Linked DNA regions of Mus musculus: all the other regions are linked to region 1. A link is a contact called in public Micro-C and promoter capture Hi-C data. All regions are on one chromosome and are shown on one strand. Each heading gives the region's core, a stretch centred on a gene start, on an enhancer-like site or on the middle of the called end of the contact. The rest is flanking DNA. Distances are from core to core; before and after follow the strand shown.

Evidence for each region. Promoter capture Hi-C pulls out the DNA fragments that hold promoters and counts their contacts. Hi-C and Micro-C count contacts between places; a contact is called where the count stands out from the background.
Region 2: a promoter capture Hi-C map of embryonic stem cells shows a contact between it and region 1, with 4 times the contacts expected there. The contact joins the promoter of Lactb2 here to the promoter of Msc in region 1. A contact is called at or near these places in 5 of 39 promoter capture datasets (the 3T3-L1 cell line, the C10 cell line, cranial neural crest and 2 more), 7 of 115 datasets of contacts at active chromatin or transcription factors (astrocytes, embryonic stem cells, extraembryonic endoderm stem cells and 1 more) and 2 of 9 other capture datasets (adipose tissue and embryonic stem cells).
Region 3: a contact with region 1 is called in a Micro-C map of embryonic stem cells, with 3 times the contacts expected there. The contact joins the promoter of Ncoa2 here to the promoter of Msc in region 1. A contact is called at or near these places in 2 of 484 Hi-C or Micro-C datasets (both in embryonic stem cells).

The regions. Positions count from the first base shown.
Region 1 is chr1:14,753,962-14,757,344 of GRCm38.p6, reverse strand. It overlaps Msc (musculin), which reads left to right and starts at 1,379. Exons shown (of 2, transcript NM_010827.2): 1 at 1,379-2,115; 2 at 3,020-3,383. The coding sequence starts at 1,597. The coding sequence ends at 3,106. Gm9947 (a long non-coding RNA gene) reads right to left here and starts at 1,358. Exons shown (of 4, transcript XR_003947744.1): 1 at 1,108-1,358.
Region 2 is chr1:13,658,678-13,662,007 of GRCm38.p6, reverse strand. Lactb2 (lactamase, beta 2) reads left to right here and starts at 1,499. Exons shown (of 7, transcript NM_145381.2): 1 at 1,499-1,679. The coding sequence starts at 1,558.
Region 3 is chr1:13,372,641-13,376,067 of GRCm38.p6, reverse strand. It overlaps Ncoa2 (nuclear receptor coactivator 2), which reads left to right and starts at 1,985. Exons shown (of 23, transcript NM_008678.3): 1 at 1,985-2,130.

The DNA.
Region 1 (3,383 bases), core at 130-2,629:
GGGAGGTATCGCCTTGAGACAAGGTGGAGGGAAGCCTGAAGGGCCGAATCAACCCCTGCCAGCCACCTGCTATGATACTTCAGGCTCAGGGCTCAGCTATTTGTTCTGCTGTAAAGACTAGAATTTGCTAGGCAGCTTCTGCATCCGCGTATCTGCTTGACCCACTCTCATCTGGAACCTGTGAGAGGAGAAGTACAAGAAGACAACAGAGTGGAACAGAAAAGAAACTCAGCTTCCTTCTGCTCAGCCAAGGCAGTCAAACCCCAACCCTTTAAGGGCACCAATTCCTCCGTCTGGAGCACAGCGGGAGTCCCGGCTGACACCTGTCTGTTTGTTAACAAAGCCCCTCAGCTTGAGCACACTTGGCCTGCCTTCCACCTTGTTTTGTCTGCTCTGGGGTTGGGGAAGGCAAGGTGTTTTGTTGTGACTTGAAATGCAGCACAATTCTAGGGGCTGCTTGGTAGTCCTTTGGGTTTTGGTTGTTATTGGTCTTTCTTTGCTTTGCTTTTCCCCTTTCCTTTCTCTTTAATTTTGGCAAGGCAACTGTGCTGACATACTATTCTGCATCCAAGAACTTGCTCTCAAAGCGTTGGGTCTGAGTCCAAACCTTAATCACGCGGAGGAAATCTTACAACAGTGGAAAATAACATCTCTTGATGTGTAGGTTAGGAGGCTTGTGGCTACTGAAATGCTACAAACACACAGATTCCTGATCCCACTTATTTGCTCTCCCAGTGATTTTGCAAGATGGACATCATAACATGTAAGTTTCAGAAATTGCTTGAAGATGAAACAAGACAAAGTAGAAAAAAAGCGCTGCCATGTGAACTATAAAAGCGGGGGCGGAGGGGGGATGGGGGTCAAGAGATGGGTCATTGGAGCTGCTCCTTAGTTTTTGCTCTTTCTCTGTACTCGTTCTATGAAGCCTTGGATAAGCAAACACACATCTTGAGTAATGAACTTGAATGACAGGTCCCCAGGAACACACTGGGAGACAAGCCGCACTGGGCATGCTCAGATTCTTCAGTTCCCACTAAGACCAGCTGCAGGTGAAAATGGAATGAGTAGGAACAAGGTCTTTTCTTTTTGTTCCCAAATCTCACTTACCTCGCACAGATACTCTGAGGGTCAGTCGTGGGCGTAGAGGCCTAAGTCTTTGCTTTGCGCGCAAACATTCCTTGCCCCCGCCCCGCTAACCGCAGGGTTCAGGGGGGAAAAAACGATCCCCACCCCTTCCACGCCCCTGCCCCACCTCTTGTCCCCCTTTCAAGCCCCCTCTACTTTGCCGAGGGGGAGGGGGGTGGCTTTTCCCTAAGAGTACAGATAAATAGTCCTGTCAAAAGGCTCAGCTCGCGGCTGTACTTTTGGATCCGGAGTCAAGTTCAGCAGAGCCCTGGGCTACAGGGTCAGCAGCAGATCGCGCCCACTCCAGGCGCCCAGCTCACAGGGGAGCCTCAGTGCGGAGGCAAGCCCTGGTCTCTGGTCCTCCCCTGGGCTCTCCCACACCCCATCCTCTGTCAGAGAGAAGAAGCCAGAGAAAGCGAGACTGGCCGGGGAGGAGAAAGGCGCGCGCGCGTGGGCGCCGGGGAATAGGCGATGTCCACCGGCTCGGTGAGTGACCCCGAAGACTCGGAGATGAGGGGGCTGCAGAGGGTCTACCCGGCCCCGGCCTCCAAGAGGCCGCCCCTGCTCCGCATGGAGCGCGGTTACGGCTCGCCCAGCGACATTTCTTCTGCGGAAGAGGAGGACGGTGAAGAGGAGCCCGGCTCCCTGGGAGCCGCGGGAGGATGCAAGAGGAAGCGGCTCCGTGGGGCTGACGCTGGCGGCGCAGGTGGCCGCGCAGGCGGTGCGGGGAAGAAGCCGCTCCCGCCTAAGGGCTCGGCCGCAGAGTGCAAGCAGTCGCAGCGGAATGCGGCCAACGCCCGCGAACGCGCCCGGATGCGCGTGCTGAGCAAAGCCTTCTCCAGACTGAAGACCAGCCTGCCCTGGGTGCCGCCCGACACCAAGCTTTCCAAACTGGACACGCTGCGCCTGGCTTCCAGCTACATCGCGCACCTGCGCCAGCTGCTGCAGGAGGACCGCTACGAGGACAGCTATGTGCACCCTGTGAACCTGGTAGGGATGCTGCGCTCGAGGCCGGGGGACAGCAGCCCAGAGCGCTACCCGGGCCCAGGGCTGGCTCGGCCCCAGACGAAGAGCCAAGAGGGGAGGTTTCTGGAACCAGTGGTAAGGAATCTGGTTCAGTGACCTCCGAATCAAGGCAAGAGGAGCCAGCCATTTGCTGGGAGAAAATCATCCAGCCATCTGAAAATGTCCTGGTCCTTTGCCTGGCGACTGCTATCTGTTAACACCCTACTTCTGGGATAAAGTGTGGCTTCCCACTTGGGAGTATTTCTAAGTTTTTAGGCCAAGTTGGAAAAACAAAACAAACCAACCAACCAAACAAACAAAAACTCAGTTGCCCAACTTTTTCCAGACAACAACCTAGCAGGGTTGAATCGCCAGTGCTGCTTTCTTTAAAGGGGGAAGGGGGAGATTGGGAGAACCTAACTTTTTTAAATAAACGTTTGAGTGGTTTAAACAAAAGAAAACACTAATGCAACATAGTTTTCCTGGACGCGACTGTCCGGAAAGTCCCTGTCTAACCTGCCAGCTCCATGAGCTTGGGAAAGATCTCATCCAAACCTATTTAAAAAGGAATGCAGCGTGTGTGTGTGTGTGTGTGTGTGTGTGTGTGTGTGTGTGTGTGTGAGGGAGGGGGACATTAAATCACAGAATTCTAAACTCTCGCCCTTTTCACAGAAAAATCATGTGGGCAACCCATGAGGAAAGCATGAAGGTACGCTGTCGCTCTCAAATAATCAGTAACCAGTAGGATTAAAAATCTAATCAAAGGACAAGACACACACATTTCCAGAACGCTAATAAAAGCGAGGGACCGCCGGGATTCCCTTGGGAAAGTGGTTTCATTTTGTGATCGTTTCTCCTCCGTAACTGATGCTCATTTCAATTTTTTCAGACGTGGCCATTCGTGGTCTCTGGACGCCCAGACTCTGACAGCAAAGACGTTTCTGCAGCCAACAGGCTTTGTGGAACTTCCGCTTAGAGGGACAGGGCAGTTAGATGGATTGTGGTAAACGCAAAGGACTGGGCCAAGGAAGTCCCACTGGATTCTGGACCTTCTCCTTTCCCTGGGCCTGTGAACAAGACAGGAGACAAGTGTGGTTTGCCCTCCTGGAGCGCAGGTGGCCATGGGTGCCCCAAATCAGTGCAAACTTCTGTAACCAAAGAAAGCCCAGTTTCAGGGGAAGAATACGTGGACCAGGTAAAAACCTAGGGCTTTAGCTCTGATCACAACCCCCTGCCTGCTATCTGAGTCCAGT
Region 2 (3,330 bases), core at 250-2,749, 1.1 Mb after region 1:
ACCCAGGTTTTTCTTCTACATAGTGAATTCAGTCTTGGTTGTGTGCCTCAGCATTTGCTGGAGGAGCCATATTCCTAAAAGGAGTAGGCTAAGGTAGTGAATACACTCTACATCTCTTTTGTGGTATATATTCATCATAATTTGATGGATATCTTAGGATCTGTGCATTTTCTTATAAGTAACTTATAACTAAAAATTTTAAAGTGGGAAGCAATGCTTAATACTTGCTGATTGGGAAAGGCAGAGAAAATTGGAAAAGACAGAGCAATTATATCACTTTCACCTTGGACACTAAACCAACCTATTTCCCTTGGCAAGGGTAGGATAGAGAGGAGATAAACAAGCCCCTCCACTCTGCGCAGATAGCACCATGTGCTCATGTAAAACAAGTGGAAGCAGAGCTTGGCTCTCCCAAACTCCAATTTACATTTATAAAATGGGGGGAAATTGTGCCTGTTAAGAGTTAAGAACTGCCGGGTGGTGGTGGCGCACGCCTTTAATCCCAGCACTTGGGAGGCAGAGGCAGGCATATTTCTGAGTTCAAGGCCAGCCTGGTCTACAAAGTGAGTTCCAGGACAGCCAGGGCTACACAGAGAAACCCTGTCTCGAAAAAAAAAAAAAAAGAGTTAAGAACTACGTGGGATTTTAAGAGTAGATAACTAATGGGGTTTGGGGCGATAGATCAGTTATTAAAGTGATTGCCTTATAAGCACGACAAGCAGAGGCTGATCCCCCAGAACCTATGTAAAAATGTGGGGCATGGTGTCTCATTTTTATAATGCCTGTACTGGGGAGATGGAGACATGGGAATCTCTGGGGCTGTCAACCGCTGGCCAGTCTGGCCTGGGTGGCAAGTCAACACTGGTGAAGGGTATGCACAGTTCCTGAGTCACCTGAAATTGTCAAATTGTCTTCTGGCCTCTGCAGATATGCACAGTCGCTTTTATTTTCTTTCTTTCTTTTCTTTACTTTTTTTTTTTTTTCCTGTTGTTGAGGATTAAAAAGTAATGTTCGGAGGTGGCCCTTGGCTAGACGCACACAGGTACAAGTAAGCATTGGTTGCCATCATTTATTGTAAAAGGTAAGCTATTCTTCAAATCACCAGCCTGCCATTCCTTCCTAAGTTGGTGACTCAGTAAATACTCCCCATACCTGCCTAGCTTGTGACCTTCCCTCCCCCACTTCTGGAGGTTAACTTCAATGAAGTAACTGCATTCTTCTTTATGGATATGTAAAGCTACTTGGAAACAAGGCTCAGAGACACAAGAAGCTCAGCGACGGAGCCGGCTGAGGCCAGTGCGGGCGGGTCAGGCCACCTCATGCCACAGTCACCGCGAACTCATCCCTCCACCCCACCCCCGTCACTTGGCTGACGGGCGTGCCAGCAAGTCGTAAGATAGTGGCCGCCAATCCGCTCCGGGCCACTGAGCGAAGTCCCACGTGATCCGCGCCGGGCCTGACGTCACGAGACCGCCGCCCTGCCCTCCGAGCCTGAGGTCGCAGCACGCTGAGTGACTTGGAATTCGGGTGCCGGCGGTCACCGAGGTAGATAGAGAGATGGCTGCCGCTCTGCAGCGCATCGAGCAGCTGTCCAGTCGGGTGGTGCGCGTGTTGGGCTGCAACCCGGGTCCCATGACCCTGCAAGGCACCAACACGTACCTGGTGGGGACCGGCAGCAGGTAAACGCCACCCCCGAGCCCCCGCAGCTCACGCAGTCACGTGGCAGGGAGGCAGCGAGAGGCCAGGCTAGCCCCCAGCGCGTCCCCGAGCTCTGCGGAGGACAGAGGGTGTAAGAAAAGCACAGGCTTCCCAAGTCTGACTCACAGTTTACTTGCTGTCTCGCTGCCCGCAGGTGGTGACCGAGTGAGTTTACCGTAGCCTGTGTGTTAGTGCACACTTGAAATCCAGTGTTTGGAACGCAGAGGCAGGAGGTCGCCCCCAGTACGAGGCCATCCTAGGCTACATAGCCACTTTCAGGCTTGGTTGGGTCATATAACTAGGCCCTTAAAAGTTTACTGTAAGCAATTGACTATACTAAATCCAGTCTCTTACAGTAGAGGGCAGAATTTGCTTCTAGTTCAACCGGAGTCTAAACCCGACAGAGCAACCCAGCCTGTGGGTAGGAGAAACTAACTCTTGCTTTTTCTACTAATCGTGTATGACAAGCATATCTTGTTTGCGTTTAAAGTCTCTATTATATTAACTCTTCTAGAGTAAAGGATATTTACAAGCATCGGACTCTAAAAGTAGACATAAAAGGTTTAGCCCAGAGTGAATCAGGCCAGGGGAAAGTACGGGACCTTTAGGCTTCCGGCATGCTTTTAGCAGCAGAGTGCCTAACCTCTAGAGTATGGTCTGAGCCCAGGACAATCTCTTCGATGTGCCACTTTAAACCCATTCTGAAGTCAGCACCTAAGCCGGAAATTGCAAATAGTCTGAATAACCCTGGAGAATGCCCTGCTGGAGTTTGCTGTATGGTTCCAGGACATTCAACACAGCCTGCTTTTCTTCGAGGGTTAAAATAGATGGCTGGTTTCTATGCAAACTGGATGAAGAAGTTACTAAGATGAACAGTTGCTAAGCACAAATGTTCACTGGAATCATATATTGTACTTAAGTAATAGTTTTATTTTTATAGGCTCTTTAGGTAGTAAGTAATGGTAAAATAATTAACGTGCAGATGATGCTACTCAAACTAAAGGGTGATTAGAAACAAATATTAACTGGGTCCAAAGCAGATGTTCAAGACTTGTGTCCACTGCTCCGCATCACAAAAAGGTCTAAGATGATAGGTGGCACTATATCATTGAACTCATTTTTACACTTCTGTTTCTGCTAACTTTGGGGCTCATTGGCCAATCCCTCCTTGCTGACACAACATCCTCTCTAGCTGCTGGTCTCTCATTCTCCATCTTTATCAGAGTTTTGTACTTCTCTAAATGCAATCCTAACTTCATGCTATTCAGTTACAGTTGTGTGTCATGCATGCGTATGTGTGTGTGCAAGTGAGTGTGTATGTGTGTGTGTGTGTGTTTTCTTAACTCTCCCCCATTACCTGTGCTCTTCAGACTGAACCCTACTAAAGTGAAGCACAGGCCTTCCTGAGTTGATCTTATAAACAGAACCATCACTGTATTTGAGCAAACAAAACGCTTAAACACTCCTTAACATTTTTCTCCTCCTGGCACACATCCAAGCCATCTTGGCAATGTGGTTTTGACTTCTATTAACCCATTCAGTTCTTGCATAGATGTCTGCACTAACCTCCTAACTGGGTTACCTGCCTCTGCTTTTATCCCTCAGCCCATTCTCCCAAAGGCAGCCATCTTG
Region 3 (3,427 bases), core at 736-3,235, 1.4 Mb after region 1:
ACTCCAAAGTGACATGATTCTTCCAGGTCCCGCTGGAGTGAGGCAGCTGGGCATGGAGTTCTTTACGCTACTGTAAGAGCTGTTTGGTTTGTTTTATTGTTTAGAGACAGTCGTGTGTCTTGAGCATTCAGTAAGAAGGTGCACTGAGTAACACAGCATGGAAGCAGGGATGTGTTTGTCTGCACGTTCAGCACAGGTAGTTTTTTCATGTTAATTCTGTTGCCACTGAGCACTGATGGACTCTGGATAGCTGCCTCTCCCCTCAAGAGTTGGAATAGAAAGCAACAAGAGTCTTTCTTAACTCTTAAGAATTTAGGACAGGAGAAGAAATCTAAGTGGCAATGGGGACATTCCTGCGAGGAACCCAACCTCCCTGCAAAAATATTATGGGTTAAGAGTGGAGGAGGACAGATCAGAGGGACACTCTGTATCTCCTTGTTCTGTCCCTAAGCTGCTGAAGGCTTTTGAGTCTTCGGGGAACATAATTTATTCTAGCTAATTAAAAAAAAAATCCTTAAAATTTACTAACAGGTGGTCAAAACCAATCATTCCAAACAGCAGACACTTCCCTGAAAAACGTGAAGTAGCCTATTGCAGACCTCCTTCCGATTCCACTCACCAATGTTAACATTTGTTACAGCTTTCTAAATATTTTCTAGCTATAGCCAAGTAGGCATATACTTTTCTTTTTCTTTGTCATAATAAACTGGAGCTAAAAAAAAAATACGATCAAAAAGCATGTTTTGCAATTAATGGACCTGGGCTCAAATCTTGCCCACCTTGCTTACTGTGTAACTCTACAAAAATTACTTCTTTAGGTTTCAATGTTTTATGAGGTATAAAAATAGCAATTACTTCGTAAGGTTTGAGGATTAAAATTTGGAGTGTGTGTGAATCACTTAATGCAGTGCCAAGTCGTTACAGTTCAATAAACACTTATTGTCTATGGCAAGTGACCTTTCATAAGAGTTAAAATAAGGAAACGTGTTCCTGTCATATTTTGATAACTTCCGTTAAGCAAACAAATGTTGCTCATTTCTTTCAACTAATTATATCTAAATGGAAAAGAAGTTGCTTTTCCAGTTAAAAACCAAACAACATTTAAACGTGAAAACTCCTCCACGTCTCCTTAATCCCAATACTCCATTGAGGATTTGATAATGGATTCCCCAATTAAAAAACAAAACAAAACTTTTGTTGTCTCACTGCGTGCGGAGAACACTCCCCTCGGTCTTTCTAAATACTGAGCAGCCTTTGCTTTGTCAGGCAATCCCGGGGTGGTACCCCGGTAAGTTCGCCTCCCGCGGTCACGCCCCTCTATCCCCTCCAGAGACCTCAGGGACAGCAATTGGGGAGGCGTATCCACGAAAAAACCGAGGGGACATGGTGGCCAAGGAGTGCGCCCCGGAACAGCGTCTGGGTGCAGAGGTGCGCCCGAGGGGTGCAGGCTGCCGGCTACCGGGCCCTGCCTGAGCGCGCGCGGGAGGCACCTCTGGGACTAGGTTTTCCGCGACCTTCTCGCCGCAGCGTCCCTGCCGTCGGAGGCGCGGCAGTCCCTTGGCCTCCACCCCCAGGCCCGGGCCAGTCCCCCTTTTTAGCTTTCTTTTGGGCATTGCCCTTTGCCCTCGCATGGAGTCCTCTGTTGACTCTCCCTTCACTTCCAGTCACCCATAGGTCACGGTCCCTAGACCACAGCCACCCATCTTGTCCAACTCCCCGAGCTCTGAAGTCTCGCCAGCCAGGGAGATGCTGAGGACCCCGCGGGTGGGGTAGCCCCGGTGTTCCCGGGCCCACGCTCGGGGGCGCGGGACGCAAGTTTCCGCCCGGTCCCCTGAGCGGTGACAGCGTTCGCTCGGAGGCGGCGGGGAGGCGGAGGGCGGGCCAGCCCCGTGCCCGAGCCCCCTCCCCTGCTCGCGAGCTCGCGCGGTCTGTGTCTCTCTCCGCAAGTGCAGAGCCGCGGAGGAGGAGGGGGAGGAGGAGGAGGGAGCTGGGGGAGGATCTCCATTGAAATAAACAACCAGGCAGCAGTTATTAACACGGGAACATGGCGGCCGCAGCCTGGGCTCCCGCGGCGGCGGCGGAGGTCAGCGCCGACGGCAGCCCGCACCTGACGGCGTGACGGCCACATTGGTAAGCGCGCCTCCCCTGGGGGCTCACGGGCGGCGGGCGGGGGGCGCCGCATTCCCACCCGGGCCGCTGCCCTTGGTGCGCGCAGCCCGGCGGAGCCGCGCGCCGGCCGGCCGGGCAGGCTGTTGTTGTGTGCGGGCACCGCTGCCCAGGCGTGCGGAGCCCGCGACGCCCATCCTCGAGGCGCGGCCGAGCCGGGGACTCGGCTCCCGGGGGGAGGGGGGAGGGCGGGAAGACGCCGAGTCCCCGGGAGAGAAAGGAGGCGCTCGGGCGCCGGGCGAGAGAGCTCGGGAGACGAGCCCTGGAGCGCGAGGCGGGTGGAGGCTGCAGCCCGCGGCGCCGGCCGAGAGGTGAGCACCAGGCTGGGAAGCGGCGGTTGTGCCGCGGGCCCCTGCTCCGGCCCCCTCGAGGCTGCGCGGCGCAGCCCGGGCAGGCGGGGGAAGCCCGGGCCGGCGGGCGCAGTCGCGGCCGGTGCTTTCTTCCCGGGAGGCGTGCGGCCACTGCTGCACGGGTGGGAGCCGGCCGAGGGGAGGCAGGACCTGGGAAGTGCCGGGGGTGTGTGAAGGTGACGCGGCCGGCAGGGGCGGCGGCGGGGGCTCGGGCGTCTGGGGGGCCTCGGGCTTGGGTGGCTTCGGGGCGGTAGCGCTCGGGCCGCGCAGGCCGGGCCGCGGTGGGGGCGGGGAGCCGGGGTCGGGCGGCGGCGGCGGTGGCGGCGCCGCGCCGGGCTCGCCCCTGACTTAACTTTCTGGGTGCGGGCATGTGTGCCGGAGGCGCGCTGGGGCCGCGGCCGGGGGCGGGAGGCGGGCTGCGGGCCAGGAGGTTCCGGGTTGGCTCGCCAGCGCCCCCTCTTCCGTACCCCTTCTGCGGCCCCTGCAGGGACAGGCCCTCGGGGGCCCCCCGCGGGAAGCGGGAGGGGTCCTGGCGGCCCTCGCGCCCCGGTCACGCCCTGGGCCGGGGACCCTCCTCTCCGGGCCCCTGGAGGCTCCCGGGGAGGCGTCCAGGGTCGGCGCCGCGGGCTGGAGTGCCCGCACCCCGCCCCTGGGGGAGTCCTGGAGGCGCCGCGGCCGCGCTCGGGGGTGGCTCGGTCCCTGCTTCCATGGTCCCTCCCTTTCCCCTCCCCCAAGTGGCTTCCGGGGCCTGCGGACTGAGGGGCGGGAATCGGGGACCCGAGCCCCTTACTCTCCGGGAGTGACGTTGGGCCTCAAGCCTAGAGGGCCTGTCACTGGCAGGGGAAACTTTCCCAAACCCGAGCCTGAGCTCGAGCACCCTCCTCCGCCACCTCGTCCTCTAATCCCACTCC